Linked DNA regions of Mus musculus: region 2 is linked to region 1. The links are chromatin contacts, called in public Micro-C maps. All regions are on one chromosome and are shown on one strand. The core of a region is the stretch at or near the end of the contact, and the rest is flanking DNA. Distances in the headings are between cores, read along the strand shown.

Region 1 (7,072 bases), core at 833-3,332:
GATCTATGTATAGCTCAATGACCATGTAACGATTCAAATACTGAAACAGAGCTGACCCTCAAGAAGGAACCGCGCTTAGAGCCAGCATCATCACAGGACACAATTCAGGGCTCTTGGTCACCAAGGATAGGCCCCGTTGTGGTTCGAGTGTGAACCATTCCCCCACAGGCACAGACATTAGAATACCAGTATCTCTATCTGGTGACACTGTCTGGGAAGGTTGAGGAAAATTTAGGAGAGCAGTTCTCAACCTGCGGGTCACGACCCCTGAGGTGGGTCATTTAGGAGCATGTGGCATATCAGACTTTTGCATTATGATTCGTAACAGTAGCAAAGTTTTACAGCTATGAAAGTAGCAATGAACTAATTTTATGGCCGGGGTGGGGTGGGGGGGTCAGCACAGCATGAGGAACTGTGTTAAAGGGTCGCAGAGTTAGGAAAGTTGAGAATCGCTGCTCTAGGAAGGAGAGGAGAGGAAGTGAGTCACTGGGGGAAAGGAAGGCCTTGGGGTTTCATGGCCTGGCTCTACTTCCTGTCCACTCTTTGCTTCCCCAGCCGGACTCCGACTCCTTGGCCACCACACTCCCCCCACCCCCCGCCCCGCCGTGATGGGTTGTGTCCCTAGGAAAGTGTGAAGCCAGAACAAGCCTTTCTCCACTAAGTTGCTTTGTCTTGCTATTTATTACAGACCCTCCCTCTCAGAATCATCCTTGGACTCCGCCTCCCGTTTCCATGGTAACACACTGATTTCGTAGAAAAGGGAGAGTGTCCCGGGGCCTCTCCTCAAGATTTGATTTTCCTGAGGCCCAGGGGAAGATGGATTTTTTTTTTCTTCTTTAATTAATTGAAATTTATTCTTTTAGGGGTTTTGGGCAAAAGGACAGGGACCTGAATCATACCTCCAAGCCGGGAAGAGACGCAATCTAAATTATGGTTCTGAGACAGCAGGGACACCATTATCCTCTCGCGATGTCTCACTTGCTCTGCCAATCACCTGAGTAGGAAAACAGAACCCGAAGACGCGTTGGATGATGGCGCGCAGGGGGCGGGGAGGGGGGTTGAGGCGGAGAGTAGGGGTCTGTGGCTCACTGGACAGCGGTTACCAGCCCTGGGTTCGATCCCATCTGGGATGCTGCAGGGCTGCATGGTAGGGTGGAGGCAGTGGGTTATCCGCGGCGTCAAAGAGAAGTCAAGGTATGCCTGGGCTAAGTGAGACGGTGCTCAGAATACAATTAAGCGAAGATGGGAAAAATAACTGTGCCTTTAATGAGATGCACGCTCATATAACCCAAACTGCACCCAGGCATGCTGCGGCTCAGATCCTCCTGGATGAGCCTGCCCGCTGTCTGGATTCCTACCTGGAAGCCTGCTCCTGGAGGTAAATGGATGCTCCAGGCATCCCCAGCTCCTGTTCCTGCTTTCCTGACCTGTAACTGACCAGCTCTGACTCTCCACCCCCCTCCTACAGGCAGCTACTCCCTCCAGCCCACCTGACCTGCTTTCTCTCAAACTCCTCTAAAGAGTTTCCTTCTAAATTTACCGGGCGACAGATAATCCACAAAGGAGACCCCGAGTTCCCCAGTAGAGATGATACTAGTGAAACTAGCGGGGTACCAATCCAGGGGATTCTGCTTCGAGGGCCACAACCCTTCAAGAGGTGATGTCTCTCCAGCCCTCACCCGCAGAGGAGGGAGCTGGAACTCATTCACATAGCAGGAAGCTCGGTCTGGCAAACAGAGCCCCAGGCAAACTTGGGCGTGTTCGGGCGTCTTTGGGAAGGTGATCCCAGTCCAACAGGAGCGAGGGAAGACAGACTTGGAGAAAGGGAAGGGAAGGGAACAATTACAGGAAATGCTCGGTGAAGCTGGCCAAGCCTCAGCTAGAAGCCATGGGAATTAGCCCACGGAAAGAAGGTGGAGTGAGCGCGCCCTCTGCTGGCGCATCCTGCAGCACTGGCTTCCTATGAAGCCAGTGAGACTCGGGGTGGACGCTTGGATACCCAGTTTGGACCCCAGTATTTAATAGTAGCTCTGGGACCCCTAGCGGTGCCTTCTCCTACCCAGGAAACCATCCCCTCCTCCCATCCTATTTGAGACTGGAGTTGCCCTCTCAGTCCAGCCCATCCGTCAGCCCAGAGTGAATAGCTATTGATTTCAGGAAGGAAACCTTGCACGGGTGAGTACACACTCTTCTCGGACCAGCGCCTCACGTGACCCTGCTCTGCTTACCCACCTGAATGTGACCTTTAAAGGGGAAGACACCTTTTTAAAGCTCACAGATTTACATTCCAGGCCAGAGCTTCTAAGCCAGAGCTGGATGAGGGGAGGTCACATTGTAGAGGTAACCTTGAAGAAGCCTGACCCAAAGTGATGAGGGAATATCAGGGGAGGAGCCGGGCTGGCCTCAGGCACTGCTTAGGGGCCCTGGGAGCCCTAGAACCACACACTGTCGTGTGCTCGTGTCTCTGTGTGGTTTGAAGCTTGAATGTGGAACACAGCCACAGTTTAAAAATCATATGTTCAAAGGAACCCATCCCTCCAAACGTCAAGCAGCCCTGTTGTAGGCCAGGGATCTTGTAGTTGGGGAAACAGAGGCTTTGAGCCATTGTATTGTTTGTCCCAGGTGACAGAGCCAGCAGGCCTGGTTGAGGCATATACTAGTGAAAGAGACCATGTGTTGAAGGACCTCAGGTCTCGCCTGGGCAGCCTGGCCATCTCTGTCTCTATGTATCTATCCCCTATCTGTCTATTTGTCTGTCTGTCTGTCTGTATATCATCTATCTATCTATCATCTATCTATCTATGTATTTATCATCTATCATCTATCGATCATCTATCATCTATCAATCAATTTATCTATCATCTATGTATCTATTTATCTATCTATCATCTATCTACCTAACATCTATCAATTAATTTATCATCCATCTATCATCTATCTACCTATCTATCATCTATCTACCTACCTATCATCTATCAATTAATCTATCTATCATCCATCTACCTATCTATCATCTATCAATCAATTTATCTATCATCTATCAATTATCTATCTATCATCCCTCTATCTCTCATGTATCTCTCATCTATCTATCTCTCATCTATCTATCTCTCATCTATCTATCTATCTATCTATCTCTCATCTATTGATCATCTATCTGCCATGCACATGGTTCAGTGCCACAGCCTCCTGTTCAGCCACTGCTTTCTCTGATCCAGCTCTTATCACTCAGGTCCAGACTCCAGGCCAAAAGCCCTGGGGATATCTCACACACACACACACACACACACACACACACACACACACACACTCCCTCTCATACCTTCAGCAAATCTGGTCAGGTTGACTTTCACCTCCATGGTTGCTGCACAGCTTGACCACTGTTTGTCCATGCTGGGGCTCCACCACCCCATCACTCTGTATTCCAACCACCCGAGAGGCCTCTCTGCTTCTGCTGATGTGCCCTGCATGTGCTGGCCTCAGGGCCTTTGCACCTGCGCCACACTCAGCCTGTAGTGCTCTTTCCACACCTACACACAGCTCCCCCATCTCCACCTTTAGGTCAGACTTGGCTTTCTCACAAGGCTTTGTAAGACCCTTCCACACAGATTATCTCTCTATCCCATTGTTTCCTATGACACTGCCTCACATCTGCTTCATATATTGATTTAGTTCCTCAACATCTCTCTTCCTCAGGCAGGGGTGGGATCCACAGGAGAGAGGCTGTGGCTGTCCTGACCCGTGTTCAGTTCCTAGCACCCAGGAGGGCTGGAGAGATCGCTCAGTGGTTAAGAGCGCCAGTTGCTCTTCCAAAGGTCCTGAGTTCAAATCCCAGCAACCACATGGTGATTTAAAAAAAAAAATGAGGTCGACCTAGCATCCAGGATAGACCGTAGCATGTACTAGATGCTTAATTAGTATGGTGTGGGGTGGAAAGATAATAGGATAGCTACACACATGAGTGGGTGGGAGGAAGGGATAGAGAGATAGATGCTTATAGATAGATGATAGACAGACAGACAGTGATAGAGATAGATACATTGATAAATAGACAGGTAGATGGATAGACAGGTAGGTAATACATAGACATCTAGATGATAATTAGATAGTGGGATGGTTTGATATGCTTCACCCAGGGAGTAGCACTATTAGGAGGTGTGGCGCTGTTCGAGTAGGTGTGGTCCTGTTGGAGGAGGTGTGTCACTGTGGGTGTGGGCTTTAAGACCCTCATCCTAGCTGCCTGGAAGTCTGTATTCTGCTAGCAGCCTTCAGATGTAGAACTCTCAGCTCCTCCTGCACCATGCCTGCTAGATGCTGCTATGCTCCCACCTTGATGATAATGGACTGAACCTCTGAACCTGTAAACCAGTCCCAATTAAATGTTGTCCTTATAAGACTTGCCTTGGTCATGGTGTCTGTTCACAGCAGTAAAACCCTAACTGAGACAGACAGACAGATAGACAGACAGACGGATGGATGATGATGATGGATGGGTGGATGGATGGATGGATGGATGGGTGGATGGGTGGATATAGAGGCCATTTGTCTTAAGGTCCTGTTTTGTTTACATGACCCTAAGTTCCTTTAAAAAAACAAAAAACAAAAAAAGCAAAAAAAAAAAAAAAACCCCTGAGCCCGGCAGTGGTGGTGCATGCCTTTAATCCCAGCACTTGAGAGGCAGAGACAGGCAGATTTCTGAGTTCGAGGCCAGCCTGGTCTACAAAGTGAATTCCAGGACAGCCAGGGCTATACAGAGAAACCCTGTCTCGAAAAAACAAACAAACAAAACAAAACAACAACAACAACAAAAAAAAACCCTGATTATGTCATGTTCCCTACTGTGTTCTGTTGAGGTTGGGGGTCACTGTGAGATCAGGACTTAACCATTGAGAGACTGGGATCCAAACACAGTCAATCTATGGTCAAGGATGTCCAAGTCCAGAGAAGAATACAACAGCTTCACATGGTAGCTGTCCAGCTGCCACTTCTGTGCCCCTCTGACCTGGGGAGCAGGACCTTGGCTCTTGGACCATCTTTGTTCTCTGGCTGGAGCTGGTGGGACAGTTGCCGATGCCCTAACTGTGGTAAACTGGTGGTCACTGGCATGCCCAGCCTCTGCCTTAAACCCTCCACATCTCCAAGAACTTGAGGCTGAGAGGCAGAAGCCTCAACTGTACCACCTGTGAATGGAACAGTGTCCCTCACCAGCTGCTAGCCCAGGTTCCTTCAGCTGTAGGGACCAGCAGGATGACTCTACAGGTAAAGGCACTTACTGCGGAGCCAGGTGGCCTGAGTTTGATTACTGGGATGCATGCTGGGACACCCTGCCCCTCCACTAGACAGAGGAGAAAGTTTCCATTCTGTTTTCTTCAGTCTCCCTGTAGGTGGACTCCGGTAACTGGAGCCTGGCCGGATGTGCTTTGGGGTTATAAAGCCTCACTTAGCTTTCTGGGCACCTGTTCCATTGCAGTGATTTTCTCAGGTGACTAGTCTTTTCAAAGGCTCAGAAACACTGGAGCAGCCCAGGACAGTGGAGGGCGGGGCCGTGGGGCTCCATTCCATAGTCTCCTGGCCTAGAATTACACCCCTGAGATCAGCTGACCCATGGGAGGTGTGGGTTCTGGTGAAAGGGCAAAACCAAGTCCTTTGTCACCCAAGGGATGACTCCTCACGTACTGCCTAACAGCCTCAGAGAGATTTCTAATCTCAGAGTGAAAAGCTCCCTCCACTTGACCATGCCTTCTTTTTCCACCCACCTCTACCTGCCTAGCTAGAGGCACATCCCCTAGCCTGGCTGCTGTGTGCCATGCCTAATGCTGGGATTTCGGTGCTCCTTATAAACATGGAGAAACAGGACCATCTTGCCCAGGATCCCAGGTGAGGGGTGGGGTTCCTTGCCACGTTTAAGTTGCTGACAGATGTTTCAGAACCCCAGACTCCTGCCACAGCAGCTCCAGGCCATTCGCCATTGTTGGGGACCCCCAGAGACAGCTCAAGCAGGCCTCTGCTACCTCCTCCAGCACCAGAACAAGTGGGCACTCCTTCCAGCCTGACAGAAGTGCATCCATTGTTATTTAGGTAAGACTCTGCATTAAACCCCTTGCTTTTTGGTTTTCAATTTAATCTTTAGAAAACTGGTCTTGATTGCCTGTCATGACAGGGATATGCCCCTCAAAGATCCTTGATGGAAATTTAACACTCAGATTCCTGTGTTGATGGTGTCTGGAGGTGAGGCCTTTGGGAGGTCAAGGTGGTAGGATAGATGTGGTCGGGAGGGTGGGTCCCTAAGATGGTTAATGGCTTTGTAAGAAGAGGAGAAGAGGGTTGGGGAGATGTTCAGTCAGGAAGTGCTTGCATTACAAGCCTAAGGACATGGGTTACCCCCCCCCCCACCAGACCCCATGTAAAACACCCAGGAGGTGCTGAGTGTAGGCGCTGACCTTTATTCCCAGCATTCAAGGACAGAGACAGGACCATCACTGAGTTGAGGCTACAGAGCCCAGGATAGTCAGACCCTGTCTCAAAAACCAAACAGACAAAAGCCAAGCGTAGTGCATGCCTGTAATCCCAGCACCGAGGAGAAAGGAGTGGGGCTCAATAGTCAGTCAGCCTAATGAACAAGCACCAGGTCCCAATGAGAGACCCTGCCTCAAGGAACAATGTGGAGGCTCCTGATGAACCACACCTGAGGTTGACCTCTGGTCTCTGTATGCATGTGCCATCATGTTCATTCATGCCCACCATGAAACACTGGGCAAGAAGGGGGAGAAAGAGATGGGGAGCAAAGACTAGACATCTTGCTGGATGCCGAGCAGATGCTCCTCAGTGCTCCTGGTCTTCTCAGTCTCCCATCACCATGAACCCAGATGAGCTTTTTTTCTTTATAAATGACTTAGTCTGCAGTATTGTGTTATAGCAACAGAAAGTGGCCTGAGACAATGCCAAGGGGTCATGGGTCCATATTGTCAGGAGCCATCTAGGAAAGGTTAAGGCTAGCAGATAACTTTCCTAGAGATGCCCCACTGTTTTTGTATGGTCTGTAATGGGTAAAATTCTGAGTTGCAAGGCCATC
Region 2 (6,753 bases), core at 2,531-5,030, 42 kb after region 1:
CATGTCTGCCTGCACGCTGCCATGCTTCCTGCCATGATGATAATGGACTGAACAGCTGAAACTAAGCCAGCCTCAATTAAATGTCTGCCTTTGTTAAGAGTCGCCTTGGTCATGGTGTCTCTTCACGGAAGTGAAACCCTAAGACATTATATATTTCTGTGTGTGTGTAAAGGCATCCAGAAGGTTCTGGAAGGCCACACAGCGTACTGATGATCTTAGTACTGTTTCAAGGGAGGACGGAGATGAAGGAGACAGAAGCAAAGTACAGGCGTGCGGTTTGCTGTTTTATAGGAGAGCAGGCTCCTGGTCAGCCTGTGAGTTCAGAGGTGCTGAGTCCAAGATTCAACCAATGCTGAGTGAAAATACCCACAAACCACTGCACCTGCGCAGACCAGGCTCTTCATTCCTAGTGGCACAGCCTGATAGCTATTTCCATGTCGTTTGCACTGACTGCACTGCTTGTGAGTGGCCTAGAGGTGACCTGGCGAATGCAGTGTTCTGTACACACCCTTGTCATTTTACCCGGGACTTGGATCCCGGGATGCTGATGTCTACAGGGGCTTCATTCCACTGTTATGGGTTCCAAGGAGACAGCAACTGCTTGCAATACTTAGTTTACTTCCGATACTAGCCATAGAAAGCTGAATGCATCAAGCAAAGCGGCTGATAAATGATGGACATCCAAACCCTACCACCGCAGATGGGAGGGTGGGGCTTGCATGGATTGGGCGGGGCTTTCTGGGTGGGTGTGGCTTTGCGGATGGGGTGGGGCAAGAGTGGGGAGCTGAGCCTCAGAAAGTCACCTGTGTGCTGCTGCTGGAGTCGCTCTGCAGTCGGAGGTTCTGGCGGCCTGAGCTGCAGCTCTGGGATGACTGAGATAGACAGGAACCAGACAGGCAAAGACAGAAGGTCACAAAAAGGGTTTCTGGGCTGGGAATCCAGGAAACCTGGTTCCATTCCTTCTCTTGACAGATGCAGCAGTGAAACCTGATACATGCTGTCTTCTCAGGGCTATCCCCAGACCTCCACCACGCCCGCAGTACAGATGCAAGAGCAGAGCCCAGAGGAAAGGCACTGGCAAGATTCTCTGGGTGCAACTTGAATCTATATCTGATTCTAAAGCTCTTCCTCCCCTCAAAAGCTGAAGGTGCGGCTGTCCCAAGACCCTGGCCCCTCCCATCAGCATTTCCCTCAGGCCAGCTGTCCTTTACCTCATTGCTGATGGTGGAGTCCCGGTGCAGCATCCGGTGAAGGTGGCTGTCCAGGCTGGCTCCTGAAGAGCACTTGGCCAGGGCAGCCGCGTGGGACTCCCGCTCCCTCTGTCTCACGATAGCTTCACAGCCCAGCCACTCCGACATGGTTTGTGCGTAGCAGGCATGGATCTGTTCGTCTACCTGTGGGCACGTGTGAAGGGCACAGGCGGTGCTGAACACCCTAGGCTCTGGCCTGTCTGCATTTAATGTCAATGGCACTTGACGTTGCTGGATGATGTCCATGCCCAGAATACTACAGAGCAAGGCTAGTTTGCCTCCACCTTCCTTCCCCCTCAGCTCCCTCCTCAGTAATTCATTCACTCCCACAATCAAAGTTTGTTTGCATACTTTCTCTATTTCCTCATTCTTTATCTATTAATTATGCAATCCGTTTCCACATTCGCTTATTATTTATTTACTCCATTTTCTCATTCGTTTCTTTTGATAAGTAACTATATCTTCCCAGGAACCAAGTCAGGCATATACTTTACCAGATAAGCAAAATCCTGCTACCTATCCCCCCACCCACTCACCCACCAGTTCACCCACCAACCCACCCACCCATCCATCAGGTGAGGGCAATATCAGATTACCAGAATGTTTTCTTCAAGACTGAACCTGCCTCCACCAGTATGACCCGGTAATCTCACTACCAGGCATTTCCTCAACACAGAAAGCCTGCATTGGATGTCAGCTGTAGTTAGCTGTTCTCAGCCCAAAAGGGTAAATAAATAAAGGTTCATAGCATCGCCCAGCTACCTATCAGCAAAACCTTGGTGTATGCCCAGGGTAAGTGTTAACTCACTAAAAGGAAACAGGCAGCAGTAGAACAATTTGGATGGATCTAGAGATTGTACTGAATTTAAAAGTCAATACCCAAAGTTTCCACACTACAGAACTCTGTTTATACAACATTCTAGATGTGAGAAGATTCTGGAAATGGAAGACGGGAGGAGGAACCCGGGGGATGATGGCAGGATGGAGGTGGGCGTGGCTACAGAGGGACCAGTGAGGATTCTTTTTGTTTGTTTCTTTTATGGTTTGTCGAGATACACTTTCTTTCTGTAACAGCCTGGCTGTCCTGGACTCACTTTGTGGACTAGGCTGGCCATGAACTCACAAAGCTCCACCTGCCTCTGCTTCCAGAGTGCTGGGATAAAAGGTGTGTGCCATCACACCTTGTAGTCTCCCTCCCCCAGCCTGAAACCTGCTTGCTCAGGGGTGGAGCTTGCAGCCTCAATCGTTCTGCCATGCCCACTGCTGGAACCTGCCGCTTTGCTGTTCACCCTGCTATTGGACCCCAAGATTAATTGGCAGGAATCGGGCCCCTTCCCCTGCTTTATATCTGCGTGCAGAACAGTAAAATTGAGCTTTGATCAGAATGCCTGTCTTAGCTACATTTCTTTCTCTCGCCACCTAGCCCCTCTTCTCTTCCAGGTTTCCAAAATGCCTTTCCAGGCTAGAACCCAGGTTGTGATCTACTGGCCAGACACAACAACACCTGACCAAGGTGAGGATTCTTAAGGCACCAGCAATGCACAAGTCTTGATACATAAGAAAATAAGTACATACACACCGTTGTATACACACAGACACACATACCAGTGTGTATACATGTACACAAACACCAGCATGCATATGTGGAGACACACACACATACACACACACACAGGAGGATGGAGGAGCCTGAGTGGGGTGGGATGCTGTACCAGCATCAGTGAACTATGACAGCATAGGACATCACAGTTCTGTTGGAGGTCACCATAGGGAAACTGAGTAAAGGTCACACAGGTCTCTGCAATGCTTCCTACAAGGCACGGGAGTCTACATGACCTCAAAACAGGAGGTCGGCTTGTTTGAAAATTCTCTCATGTTGTATTTCCACCAAATAGCTTTTTTCCTCCATGTTCCTGTTTCTTCACTGTGTCACTCACCAACAAGACTGTAACAGGCAACCAGGGCTCTACTGTACCCAGAGCTCAGCTGCCCAGTACCCAGGTGCACAGGGCCCAGCTGCCCAGTATCCAGGTGCATAGGATCCAGCTCCCCAGTGCCCAGCTGCACAGTATACAGCTGCCCAGTACCCAGGTACATAGTGCACAGGTGCACAGTAGCTAGCTACACAGTGCCCAGGTATACAGTGCTCAACTCCCCAGTACCCAGGTGCACAGAGCCCAGCTGTATAGTGCACAGCTGCACAGCACCCAGCTGCACAGTGTCCAGCTGTCCAGTACCCATCTTCATAATACCAGCTGCATGGTGCCTGGCTACACAGTACCCAAGGGCACAGTTCCCAGCCTCACAGCACCCAGCTGTCTAGTTCTCAGCTCCACAGCACCCTGGAACTTTCATTGTCCTTACAGGTAACTAACCTCTTTCCTCTCCATCTCTGTCATCCCAAACTGGTAGTGGCCGAGGAGGAAGGGCCACACTGCCCTGCGGATCTCAGGCTGGACACCTCCATAGTAGATGAGACGCAGCAGCTCCTGCTCCGGGTAGGTCTATGGGGGAGGGGTCAGAGGGCAAAAGGTCTGGTCAACAGGAAGCCAGAGTGGCCTGTGAGTCATGAATGAGCAAAGCCATAACTTTTGTGTCTGGAACATTCCCCCAAAATGCTTGTGTTAATGACTTGATCCCTAGTTTGGTACTATTGGAAGCTGGTGGGGCTCTGCAGAGGAGAAGCCCACATAGGTTTAGGTCACAGTGGAGGATGGTGGCTCAGCCCCACAGTAAGCCTTTCTGTTTTGCTCTTTTGCCATGTTTTCCTGCCAATTTGTCCTGTGTTGCCGAAGGACCACAGCCACAGGGCCTTCTGATCTCCACAATGAGAGCCATGATAAACATCTTTTCTTTATAAGCTTCTGGGTCTGGGAACTTGTTACAGTAACAGAGAGAGAACATACTACAGGGACCTGTAATTAACTCTGATATCACACGAGGAGCTAACAACCCAACCCACCCAACTACATCTGTGTGTGTGTGTGTGTGTGTGTGTGTGAGAGAGAGAGAGAGAGAGAGAGAGAGAGAGAGAGAGAGAGAGACATTACTTCCTAGGGAACCACACAGGGAGTTGTAAGGGCGACCGGCTCAGGTGTGAGGACTGATGTGTGTGTGTGGTGGTGGTGGGGGGGGGGCAAAGTGTGAAGTGGGGAAAAAGATAAAGATGTGACCAGGGATGATATAGGATAGCAGGTGTGAAGGACCATGCTGCAATTCAAGCACTCAGCGCAGGTCAAGGTCATCCCTAACTACACAGAGAGTTTGAGGCTAGCCTGGGCTACATGAGACCTTATCTCATGATGAGGTAAAAACAACAACAACAACAAAACAAAAAAGAATAGGTGAGTTAAGAGGGAGAAGAGGAAGAAGGGAGAGGAAGAAGAGGAGAGAAAAGGGAGGGAGGGAGAGGATTAGAGGGGGATAATTGGGGGGGGAGCATGTGCCCAAGGCTGTGCCTAATGTACTAGCAATCCCATTTAATTAACAAATGCAATCTCATCTCTAGTCAGCATGAAGAAAATGACTCTAAAGCAAAAGAATTCAAAGTGAGCATTTTCAGAAGCTTCTTCTGACACCCAGTGTTCGGCACAGCAGGGTAGCTTAGGGCTTTCTCTAGTTCGGGCTTAGCTTTGTTGCTTCAAGAAAATCCACCGGGCGAAGCCGCAGCTACAGTATAGCCTTCCTTGGGTTGCCATGGGAACTCTGACCACTTAGGTAGATAATGTCAGAGTCTTTAGAAATCAGAAAACCTGGCTGTGGCACAAATGCAAAGTCCTCATCAGAAAGACTTCCTTTCTTCAAGGGGTTGGGGGGAGGGCGCTCTCTGGAGTCACTTGGATGTCCACTGTTTCCCTTGGTTTTTATTTTATGTGCACGAGTGTTCTGCACCATGTGCCTGCAGTGCCCACAGAGGCCAGAAGAGGGAGCCGAGGCCCCTGGAGCTGGAGTTACAGCAGGCTGTGAGCCAGCATTGAACCCAGGTCCTCTGATAGAGCAGCCAGTGCTTTTAACCACTGAGCCATCTCTCTAGCCTCCTTGGCTTTAATTTATGAGTTATAAAATGACTCCTCTGAAGTTTCTAATTCCTTTTTTAGTGTGAGTCTCTAGGGGTTTGTGAGTTCTGTTGTCAGTTTGCTGGTACATACATTTCTATGGCGTTCACATGTCCAATCCATTCCTTTGCCTGTGGAGTCTGTAGTGGTGTCCCCTCATTGGCTTCTGACTGGTCACCTGTGTACCCTCTACACACCTGTGCTTCTAATAAGGGGTTTCCCAGCTTTGCTGGCCTTCCCTAAGAGCCAGCTTTGAGTTTCTTATCTCCATTCTCTGTGTGTTCTAATTCTTTTCTGATCACTATCTTTCCTCCTGTCTGTCTGCTTCAGGTTCAGTATGCTGCCCCACGCACCACTTCCGGTTCCTATGATAGAAGGTTAAGTTGTTGATTTGACATATTTTTACTTTATAGATACAAAACTTAGACCTATGTATGCATATATGTATGTATAATGTATGTATGCATGTATAATGTATGTATGTTACATGTATGTATAACGTGTGTTACATATATGCATTATAACATATGTATGTATGTGTATTTATTTGATATGATACTATGTGTATGCCTGATCCCTTCAGAGGCCAAATGATGGTAGGAGATGCCCTGGAACTGGAGTCGCATGCTACGGTGAATTGTCTGATGTGGGTGTTGGGAAAAGCAAGCGCTCTTAACCACTGAGCCATCTCTCCAGTCCCTGAACTGTAAGACAATGCTATGTTAAATTTTAACATTTCCTGTTTTGTTTATGATCTTGGGTCCTGTTTCTTGTAAATGCCATAGCTACAATTATTTGCTGGAGTGACAAGAGAGGAGATGATATTAAAAATAGAAAAGCTATTTCCAGGACTCCTGGAGCCACGGGACTACATTTCCCAGACTCCTTTGCATTCACGTGTGGTCACATGACCGTTTTTTTTTTTGGCCAGTTGGGTGTGAGAAGTAATGGATACTATTTGCAGGTCTGGGACTAGGAGGAAGTTGGTAGGTTCTCTCCGGCTTCTCAAGGGACCATGAAGTGGAAGGGGATGCCACTGACACAGCTCACCAGTGAGAAATAAACCCAGTGTTTCCAGGCAACAAGGCAGCGGGGACAGTTTCTGGGATTCAGTGTACAGCACAAGAAGGCAGCTAAGCCTTAAGAAAGGACTACACCAGACGGGGGAGGGAGTGTTCATCAAGTAATTCTGGCTCATCCACTGTTTCACCCAATTTGACCTTAAACTGGTATCTCCCAAACTGGATCACGGAAGCACTCCGGGGACTTCAGAAACAGACGTGGGCTCTTCTCCCAGAGATGCAGATCTGGAGCAGAGCCTAGAAGCCAGTTGGGCCTGTAGCTCCCCATGAACTAGCAGGCTCACGCTGTGCCCGTGGGAGGCAGAGAGAGTACTCTGGCTTATCTATTTCAGGTTTTATTACACTACAATCAACTTCTAGGAACTC

What was found. A called contact is a pair of places that touch in the nucleus more often than the background predicts.
Region 2: a contact with region 1 is called in a Micro-C map of trophoblast stem cells, with 2.0 times the contacts expected there. The contact joins the enhancer-like site here to the promoter of Tmem211 in region 1. A contact is called at or near these places in 2 of 39 promoter capture datasets (hippocampal neurons and macrophages), 16 of 484 Hi-C or Micro-C datasets (the N1E-115 cell line, embryonic stem cells, reprogramming fibroblasts and 3 more), 5 of 115 datasets of contacts at active chromatin or transcription factors (all in embryonic stem cells) and 1 of 9 other capture datasets (pancreatic islet).

Annotation. Positions count from the first base shown.
Region 1 is chr5:113,224,827-113,231,898 of GRCm38.p6, forward strand. It overlaps Tmem211 (transmembrane protein 211), which reads left to right and starts at 2,083. Exons shown (of 5, transcript NM_001033428.2): 1 at 2,083-2,175; 2 at 5,936-6,078.
Region 2 is chr5:113,265,076-113,271,828 of GRCm38.p6, forward strand. Sgsm1 (small G protein signaling modulator 1) reads right to left here. Exons shown (of 25, transcript NM_172718.3): 16 at 3,626-3,754; 17 at 1,212-1,394; 18 at 804-872. Among named protein-coding and RNA genes, the nearest start is that of Tmem211, 42 kb to the left of the region's middle. Within about 2 kb of position 3,781, at least 6 of the 459 cell types and tissues checked have an H3K27ac peak or open chromatin away from gene starts, as enhancers often do. A contact at or near this core is called in trophoblast stem cells, where this site is marked.